Regions from separate parts of the Mus musculus genome. Here all the other regions are linked to region 2. The links are chromatin contacts, called in public ChIA-PET and HiChIP or PLAC-seq maps. All regions are on one chromosome and are shown on one strand. The core of a region is the stretch at or near the end of the contact, and the rest is flanking DNA. Distances in the headings are between cores, read along the strand shown.

Region 1 (2,700 bases), core at 174-2,673, 350 kb before region 2:
GTGAAGGCTGCAGATGGAACACAGGGCAGAGCCTAAGAGAAAGCGCTGCTGCTGAGCTCCCAGATTTAAGACAAATCTCTCTCCAGCCCATGCCTGCTCCATGGTGCCCAGCGAGGACAAAGTGCTCCAGGAGGACCACTAGCCACACACACCCCTCACTGCTCCAAGCTTCGTGGAGCAGCTCTCCCCACTCTGGAGAAAGGCACATGGTAGAATGGATAAGGCCTTGGAGCTTCCAGACCAGCTTCTTGTAGGCAGATACCCTCCGAGTGACTCATAGCTCTCTAGCTGCCAAATGGCATAGGAGCTACTGGCTTCGTATATACGGTGCTGGTCCAGTGACGTGATGCATCACAACCTGTGGCTCATAAGGAACACTAGATAAACAGAAGCTCTCATCCTCTGAGCTTAGATCCAGCTGGATCAACAGGGTCTGCTCTGTCTCTTTCTTCCATCCAGTCTGTGAACTTATCCACCTCAGCTTCACCAGAGCCTGACCTTCAGGAAGGCTCAGTGCGACGAGAGCCCAGGAACTTCTTGCATAAAGATGGATGGATCCAGGCCATGTGAGTGAGACCCAGAAGAACCCCGCCCCCACCCAAAAGTGCGAGGAGCCAGGGGAGGGAACAGAAAGACAGGGCAGACCTCAGGAGGGGCAACAGCTTGAACACATTTTTCCCAGTTGAGGAGGCTAGAGAATGACTTCTCTGCTGAACTTTGACCTCCGAGTCACATATCTTCTTTGAACTGTCAGGCAGCCCCCAGCCCTGTCACTCTCCATCTAAGCTAGGCCAAAAGTGAAACTCCAGCCCTGCCCTGCAGCAGTTCCCATGAGCTCTATGCCTGGATGTCTTATGTGTGGGAGTGGAGGGGGGGTTACACATATCTTCCAACCAAGACCCACTGCACATCCCTGGCCCAAGCTCAGCTCTAACAGCCTGAGGTCCACGATGGATTCTCTCCAGCCTGGAAAGAGAGAGTTAAGTCACAGTCCAGGACTGACCAGGAGTCCTGCTCCCCACCACACCTATAGGGACCTAGGGAACTTAGGGAGCTTTTCTCACCAAACTGTATGGGTTACAATTTGCCTGAAGAAAGGCATCCTGAGTGGGAGAATCATGTAGAGAATGAAAGTACACAGCTTGGCGTGTTTGCTTCCTTCCCTCAGATGGTGAGGAGGGGAGGCATGGGCTCTTGTCTCCCTTGTATCGCCAGTATCTCCTCTCACAGAAACTCGGGCATTGAAGCAGGGCAGGCATTATACCCTAGTTTTACTTGTAAGGAAGCCAGGGTTTATAAGATTAAGGGAGTCTATCCAAGAACAAGTGGCCTGGCTCCAAACTGGCAGAGCCAGGACTCTAATGTGACCAAGGCTCAGCATGCCTGGCTGCAGCGAGAGCAGAGCAAAGTGGACATCCCAGTGTTTCAAGCCCATAGCATCTGTTCTGCCTGCCAGCAAGCACAGGTCCTCCTGGCTCCTGGGAGGGAGTCTCCTTGCGAGAAGATGGAAGGGCCCATGATTCAATACTAGCTGAACCCAGAGTTCCTCTTTGTGTAAGCAGTCTCTGCATCTGGTCACACCTAGCATCCAGAAGTGTTCTGTAAATATCTGTTGAATGACTGAGGTCACAATTCTTTCTAGAACATTCATGAAAGAAGCAACAATGTGATAGAAATGGGAAAGCAAACATGGAAGATAGAGGTGGATTGATGTGAAAGATTCACTAAGTTTGTCATCTGAAGTTTTTCTCTTTTCTTCCTATCTTTCTTTTTTAACCTATTACCTTCCTTTACTATAACAGGCACTGGTGGTTTGAATGAGAAATGTCCCCCATGGGTACATATATTTGAACACTTGATTCCCCAGTTGGTAGTGCTGTTTGGGGAAGTGGAACCTTTAAAGGATGAAACCTTGCTAGAAGAACAACATCACTTTTGGGAGGATTTTGAGAGTTTATCCTGCATATCAAATATTTGCATTAAAATTTGTAGCAGTAGCAAAATTATAGTTATGATGTAGCAATAAAATAATTTTATCACGGGGAAGAGGTGTTTACATGAGAAACTGTATTAAAGGGTCACAGCGTTAGAAAAGTTTGAAAACCACTTGTTTCTAGCCTTGCCCTACTTCCTGCTCTGTCTTTGCTGCTTCCTGTATGCAAATGAGATGTGGTCAGCCTGCTGCTTCCTGTTTCTGCTGCCAAGAAGTAGGAACTGTTATAATTCCAATTATCAGATCTAGAAACAGAGACCAAGAAATTAAGTAGCGTTTTCAAAGTAATTTAATGGTGGGGCTGGGCCGGCAATATGATTAAGTGTGTAAAGAGGTTTGCTGCCAAACTTGAAGATTTGAGTTCAATCCCCAGGACTCAAATGGTAGAAAGAGAAAGCTGATTCACAGATTGTCCTCTGACCTCCACACATGTTCTTTGGTGACACCCACCCACACAATGGGTATGATAATGTAAAGGAAAGTGGTGGAGTCCTGACTTACATGTGGTAGTCGAACTTCAGAACAAAAGAAGAAAGTCTGTTTCAGCTGCAAATCGCTCACAGATGACAGGCTAAGATGTGTAAGCAGTTGAAGCTGGACAGGAAACAGACCTGAGAAACACACAGGGTTCTCTCTAATGTGGAGATTTGGAGCACTGATTTCACTGTCGTTTCACTATTGCTATTGGTGTTGCCTCTCTGCCTGCC
Region 2 (2,700 bases), core at 68-2,567:
AAGACAACTGTGATCTATCTAACCAGGATGCCGGCAACCAAGATGATCTGCAAGATCAGCAAGTGCTCTTAACCACTGAGCTATCTCTACAGCCCCAGATTTTACCTGTTAAAAGTATTTACTTAGTGTGTGGTGCTAGTCACTCAACCCAGGACCCTGCACATGCTGGGGTCCTACACTACTACTTAGCTGCATACTAGCCTCCCAGAACAGTCTCAGATATACAGAAAATAAATGAAGCACACCTCCCACGCACTTTCCTCTTTTTTTTTTTAACATCTTATATAAGTATGTACATTTGTTTCTATTAACCCAACATTGATACATTATTAATTTAAAGTCTTTTATGTATTTAGATTTTTACCTGCCTTTTAAAAAATACACAAAGTTTAATGTAACATGAACTAATCCTAAGAACACGTTTGCTACCTTCCCCTAACACTATAGACGTGCTTCCTTTTTAATTTAAGTCTTTTCTTGTTTTGTTTTAATTACAACGAATGCCTGATCATCTCAAAGATCTCCAACATGGACCTCTGGCAGCACGCACACATAAATCACACACCACAACTGTCCCCAATATCAGCACTGGAAATAAGTATAAATAGCCACCAGTATTTTCTGTTCAACGAGAAGGAATTTCCCAAAATTGGTAAGATCGATCATATTTTAGAAACAACTTAAAGCAAATTTAACCTCCTCTATCTCTGATCATCTAAGGGCTTGAAAACTTTTTTTCTCCTGAGACAGGGTCTCATGCAGACCAAGTTGGTCTTTGATTTGCTTCGTAGCTTAGAAGACCTCTCTGCCTCCACCCACCTCTTCAAAGCTGGGACTAAGGCGGCGCACCACCACACTCGACTCTAGTCTTTTGAGACAGGGTCTCTAAATAATTCCAGCTTGTCTCTAACTCGTGGCGAGCCTCCTGTCTCAGCACCTGCCTCGGAAGAGCGCAGGAATTACAGGGGAGAACCAAGCTTGGCTAAGTGGATCCCAGCAGTCAGACCACAATCTGTGCAGGAAGCACTTCCAGCAAACCAGCCGGGATTTCTTTTTTTAACTGCGCATGCGTTTGGCCAATGCCAGCCAAACCGGAACTTAACCGTTGACCAAATGAAGGTTTAAATCCTCTGAGTAGTGACACAGAGCTGCGATGGCGCCCTCGGTTCTTTAAAGAACCTTGGGATAGGGCGAGCGCTAATCCCAGGCTGGGCTCCGATTGGTCGTCACAGCAGTCTGCAGTTGAGACGTTGCGTGACGACCGTGGTACCGCCCCTGCAGCGGGACTGGCCGGGCTTCTGGCCAATCAGCAGGCGCGGCGCGCCCTTTGGTTCCCTCCAGCGAGCGCTTGCCGCCTCGGTTCCCGCGACCCCAACGTCCCAGAGGCGGGGCCGCAGTCATCTGAGACGCTACCTGGATCCTGACTCTGCGTGCCCAACAAACGGGCCCAACAACCAAACCCTAGCTTGGCGGCGGCCGTGACAACAGCGACGGTGGATCTTTGAGCTCCTGATTCCCCGAGGCGCCCTACGGGCCCGGGAAGCACGGTGAGTAACAAGCGGCCTGTAAGGTCGGAGTTAGCGCGGTGGAACCGATGACCACAGGGCCGCCAGGGGAGAAAGAAGGCGGACCTCACTGCTAAAAAATGGGAAAGAAGTTTACATTGTGACGTGCCTCAGATTGACTTCACTGTAGAAATTTCTTGGAGACTGAAACCCTGATCCTTGCTTTTTTGCATTCTTTCTATCTGACCCAGACTGTGTAAGGAATCTATTACGTGTTTATAGTCCGTGGTCTACAGGAAGTAGACCTATGTCAAAAGTGAGGCGTGGACGTACAGTGTCTGAACACAAAGACAGTGATGTCACCCTGAGAGATTGCACATTCGTGTTGGGGGTTGGATGATAGGATTTAGTAGGAAATTCCAAAGGAAGGGGAGGACAGCCTGTGTAGTCCTATCGACTGCTGATAGTCGAGTTAGGACTGGAGGATGAGTGACCGGGGTTATGGTTGCAGTAATTGGGTAGGACCTTAATATGAAGGGTTTTTATTTTATATATGAAGAAAAGCTATTGACTTTCTAGTCAGGGGAAAAACTTGTACATAAACCCATTTGTGTCTGCACTGGAGGGACTTGTCAGTAAATCTGGCTGGGCTGAGGAGGACAGCTAAGGTGGGAGGCCAGAAAGAACTTTCTATGGGTAAGAGGGAGAAGAGGTGAGGGTGACTTGATGGTCCTCATTTGCTGCACAATGAAGACATTCCCTGAGCAGACTATTTTTGTTAGGTACAGGTTTGTACAGCTTTGGCTCCATTAGCTTTATAAGTAATACTATCAAGATGAGCTAGTTATCAAATCTCATTTGGTGGCTTTCAGATGAGAAAGACCTAATGCATGAAAGGAGAGACAGGCACTTAAGTCATTCCTGTTGGTGAGGAAAACTTATACTTTGTGGGGGTAGAGTTATCAGTGTGATTACTGATACCATGGCAGTCAACTGCTAAAGAAAGGCTTCTTTTAAAACAAGCAAACAAACAAACAAGAAAAACAAGCCTGTATTTCAAGAAGTTTCATATCTCTGGGATAAGTTTTAATTGATCCTTAAAGGTTATATCCAGTAGAACTTTGCTCTCCCAATATTTTTAGCCTTAGACTATATAGAAAAGGTCTCTTCTAAATGACTTACACCTTTGTTAGTA
Region 3 (2,700 bases), core at 114-2,613, 310 kb before region 2:
TCATCACCACCTGCCCACCCTACGATGCGCTCATTTGGCTGTCTTGCAAATGCCCCAGTGGATCCTATGACTAGTTACTCTTTTACAGGGATGTGCAAAGCACAGCTCCCAGCTTGTCGGGTTCTAACTCCGGTTTGGAATCTTTCCATTGCTGATCAATATTAGATCTAGTAACTATTTCCTACAGAAAAAAAAAAGAGAAGAATACTTGAGAACAAATAATAAGTGCCCAGGATTTACTAGAGAAATCCTGAGATCCTCAGAGGACACTGAAACCAAAAACAAACAAACAAACAAACAAACAAAAAACCAAACCAAACCAAAACATCAACAACAACAAAAAAAAACTTAAGGAAAGTGAGATCTAGAATACCATGTGGATTCCAGCTGGCTACAGTTCGCACATTATTTAGAATTCTTGGATCAGGTGAGCCTGAATAAACTTCAGGTGCTTTGCCCCATCTCAGTCTGGAGGCTTTTCTTCTTTACCAAGGTGTAAGTGCAATTTGCAATTTGTACCAAGCTCCTTCTTCTGGAATCACTGATCATGTGGGCATTCATGCACCTGTGTGTGTGTGTGTGTGTGTGTACGCGTGTGCACGCGCCCATGCACTCCCTGACCCTTCAGAAAGACAAGCTGTTTATTAATGTGGCAGTCTCTGAATTGTTTTGTAACTGGAACCATTTTGTAATGAGGGGACATTAGTAAAACCTAGATCCAAAACAAACTCTTCTGTGTGCGTTATTTTTGCTCTGCAGTCAATGCTTTTTATTAGATTGAAAACTTTCACCGTGCTTTTCATCTCTGGCTGTATAATGTTCTAACAATAAAAAGAAAAAAAGAAAAATAACGGGCGGGGGGCGCGGCGACCAGTGACTCCAAAGTCTGGCAAAATAATATACTTTCTTGGATGTCTCTGTGTGTTGCCAATTAGCTTTGCTGAGAGCACAGGCCCCATCCATCACCCGCCTCTGGGTGGCTGTAACGGAGACCTAATTTGTTTCATATGCCCTAGGCTCAGGCGTTCATCCTTGCCTCCAACCTGCAGAGGAGCCCCTGTCCAAGGAGGAGATGAATGACAAGAAAACCCAGGACAAGCCAGCGGGACTCCTATCAGAAACTGCTCTGCTGTGGGTGGGAAGATCCCAGCCCTCCCAGGCCCACAGTTCCTCCCACAAGCTCCCCCACACCTCTCTCTCCTTCACCCCTTCTCCCCTTTCACGACCCAGAAGACCCAAGACTCACAAGCGGCCAGCGGGGCCCGAGTGGAGAATGGAAAACTGCCTCTTCCTCCAGCTTCCCAGGGCTGGCCCTGCCTCGCCCCTCTCTGCTGTTCCCACCCCCTCCCACCTACTCCTTCCACAAGCCCGACTTTTGAACCTCCAGTTCCCTAGGAATTTTATGAATGCTCAGCACAAGCCAAAATAAACTCGTAAAGAAAAGGCTTCTAAAGAAGGCCGGAGCCGCGTACAGCAAGTGCTAAGCGGTAAATACAAAAGTTCTTCAGGTCGCTGGGAGCTGTGCTCTGGGTGGTGGAAGGTTGGGGTCAACCAAGGGAACGAAGGACAAGGGGAACAATGAGTGAAGACTTCCTTTCCCCTCCTTCAAGAAAATCCAGGTCCTAGATTCTGTCTTTACTTCTTTTTAAAGCCTAATAGTCTGTCCTCTCTTTTTATTGATGAACTAGCCCAGAGAAGTGGAGAGATTTATCAAAAGTCACACAGTAAGCTTACCTGGCCAGCCTTGGAGCGCCCCCTCCCTGTGAGATTGTGGAACTACATGGTAAGAAAAGAAAGCGCCTAATGCAACCCTGGCCTACATAATCTTCTGCTGTGGATACAGGATACGGGATACAGGATGCACCGGATCTGAACACCCAGTATTCTGCCCAATGTGTCTTTCGATTACATTTAAAACTCAGTCATGGCACCAGAGAGAGATAGCTCAGCTGATAAAAGCATTTGTCACTAAGCCTGACAACCTGTGTTTGATCCCCAGGACTCACAAAGGAGGAGGAGAGAACCAGCTTTTGAAAATCATTGGTTCTCTGACCCACACACTTGTGCCATGGCACGCATTCCATGAACATACGCACACACAGATACAAATCAATAAATGTAATACAAGCATTTTTAAGAATAACGCTCAGTCGCCTATACCACTACCTGAGGTCATAGATGGAGAAGCACAGTTCTCACACACCTCCACCCCGTCAGAGTTCTACCAGAAGGTGGTTTTCCAATGCATAGGGCCCGGAACACGGAAAGAATCTTCTGGAACACGATGGGCAAGGGCCCATTGCTCTGGCTTCCATAGGCCTTGGCATCTCCTCTGCCAATCATGATACTGCCACTCACTGTGAAGAGCAGTGTCCTACATATACCCACATAGAGTAAGTACAAGCGCTGTGGAACCAAAGCATTGCCTCTTCCCTGCTGGAGATTCAATCCAAGAATTCTGGAGTTGGAGAAGGCCTTAAAGGCCATTTAGTTAAGCTCCTCCCAGACCAAATCTCTCCTCCACTCCCTTGAGTGTAAAACTGGGACCAGTTCCTCATCAGGATTCTATGCAGTTGTTCCCAGCCCACCCCAAGATTCATCTAGGACAGGCCTTGGCAGGAGCTGGGACATCCACAGGAGCAGGGCAAGGCTGCTCTGAAGAGCTCAGATGGGCAGAGCAGACACAGGGGACTGTTCCAG

The links. ChIA-PET counts read pairs in DNA pulled down with a chosen protein or histone mark. HiChIP or PLAC-seq counts read pairs in DNA pulled down with a chosen protein or histone mark.
Region 1: an RNA polymerase II ChIA-PET map of memory CD8 T cells shows a contact between it and region 2, with 18 read pairs. The contact joins the enhancer-like site here to the promoter of Stil in region 2. A contact is called at or near these places in 7 of 39 promoter capture datasets (the 3T3-L1 cell line, the C10 cell line, cranial neural crest and 4 more), 7 of 115 datasets of contacts at active chromatin or transcription factors (the SCID.adh cell line, bone marrow-derived macrophages, craniofacial prominence and 3 more) and 3 of 9 other capture datasets (adipose tissue, liver and pancreatic islet).
Region 3: an H3K4me3 HiChIP or PLAC-seq map of embryonic limb bud shows a contact between it and region 2, with 2.9 times the contacts expected there. The contact joins the enhancer-like site here to the promoter of Stil in region 2. A contact is called at or near these places in 5 of 39 promoter capture datasets (the C10 cell line, the HPC-7 cell line, cranial neural crest and 2 more), 1 of 484 Hi-C or Micro-C datasets (nephron progenitors) and 5 of 115 datasets of contacts at active chromatin or transcription factors (embryonic limb bud, embryonic stem cells and stem cell-derived neural progenitor cells).

What each region holds. Positions count from the first base shown.
Region 1 is chr4:114,650,463-114,653,162 of GRCm38.p6, forward strand. All of the region lies in intron 1 of Gm33655 (a long non-coding RNA gene), which reads right to left. Among named protein-coding and RNA genes, the nearest start is that of Gm12829, 29 kb to the right of the region's middle. Within about 2 kb of position 1,424, at least 87 of the 459 cell types and tissues checked have an H3K27ac peak or open chromatin away from gene starts, as enhancers often do. A contact at or near this core is called in the SCID.adh cell line, adipose tissue, bone marrow-derived macrophages and 2 more, where this site is marked.
Region 2 is chr4:114,998,801-115,001,500 of GRCm38.p6, forward strand. It overlaps Stil (Scl/Tal1 interrupting locus), which reads left to right and starts at 1,318. Exons shown (of 17, transcript NM_009185.3): 1 at 1,318-1,547.
Region 3 is chr4:114,687,413-114,690,112 of GRCm38.p6, forward strand. All of the region lies in intron 1 of Gm33655 (a long non-coding RNA gene), which reads right to left. Among named protein-coding and RNA genes, the nearest start is that of Gm12829, 8.4 kb to the left of the region's middle. Within about 2 kb of position 1,364, at least 35 of the 459 cell types and tissues checked have an H3K27ac peak or open chromatin away from gene starts, as enhancers often do. A contact at or near this core is called in embryonic limb bud and nephron progenitors, where this site is marked.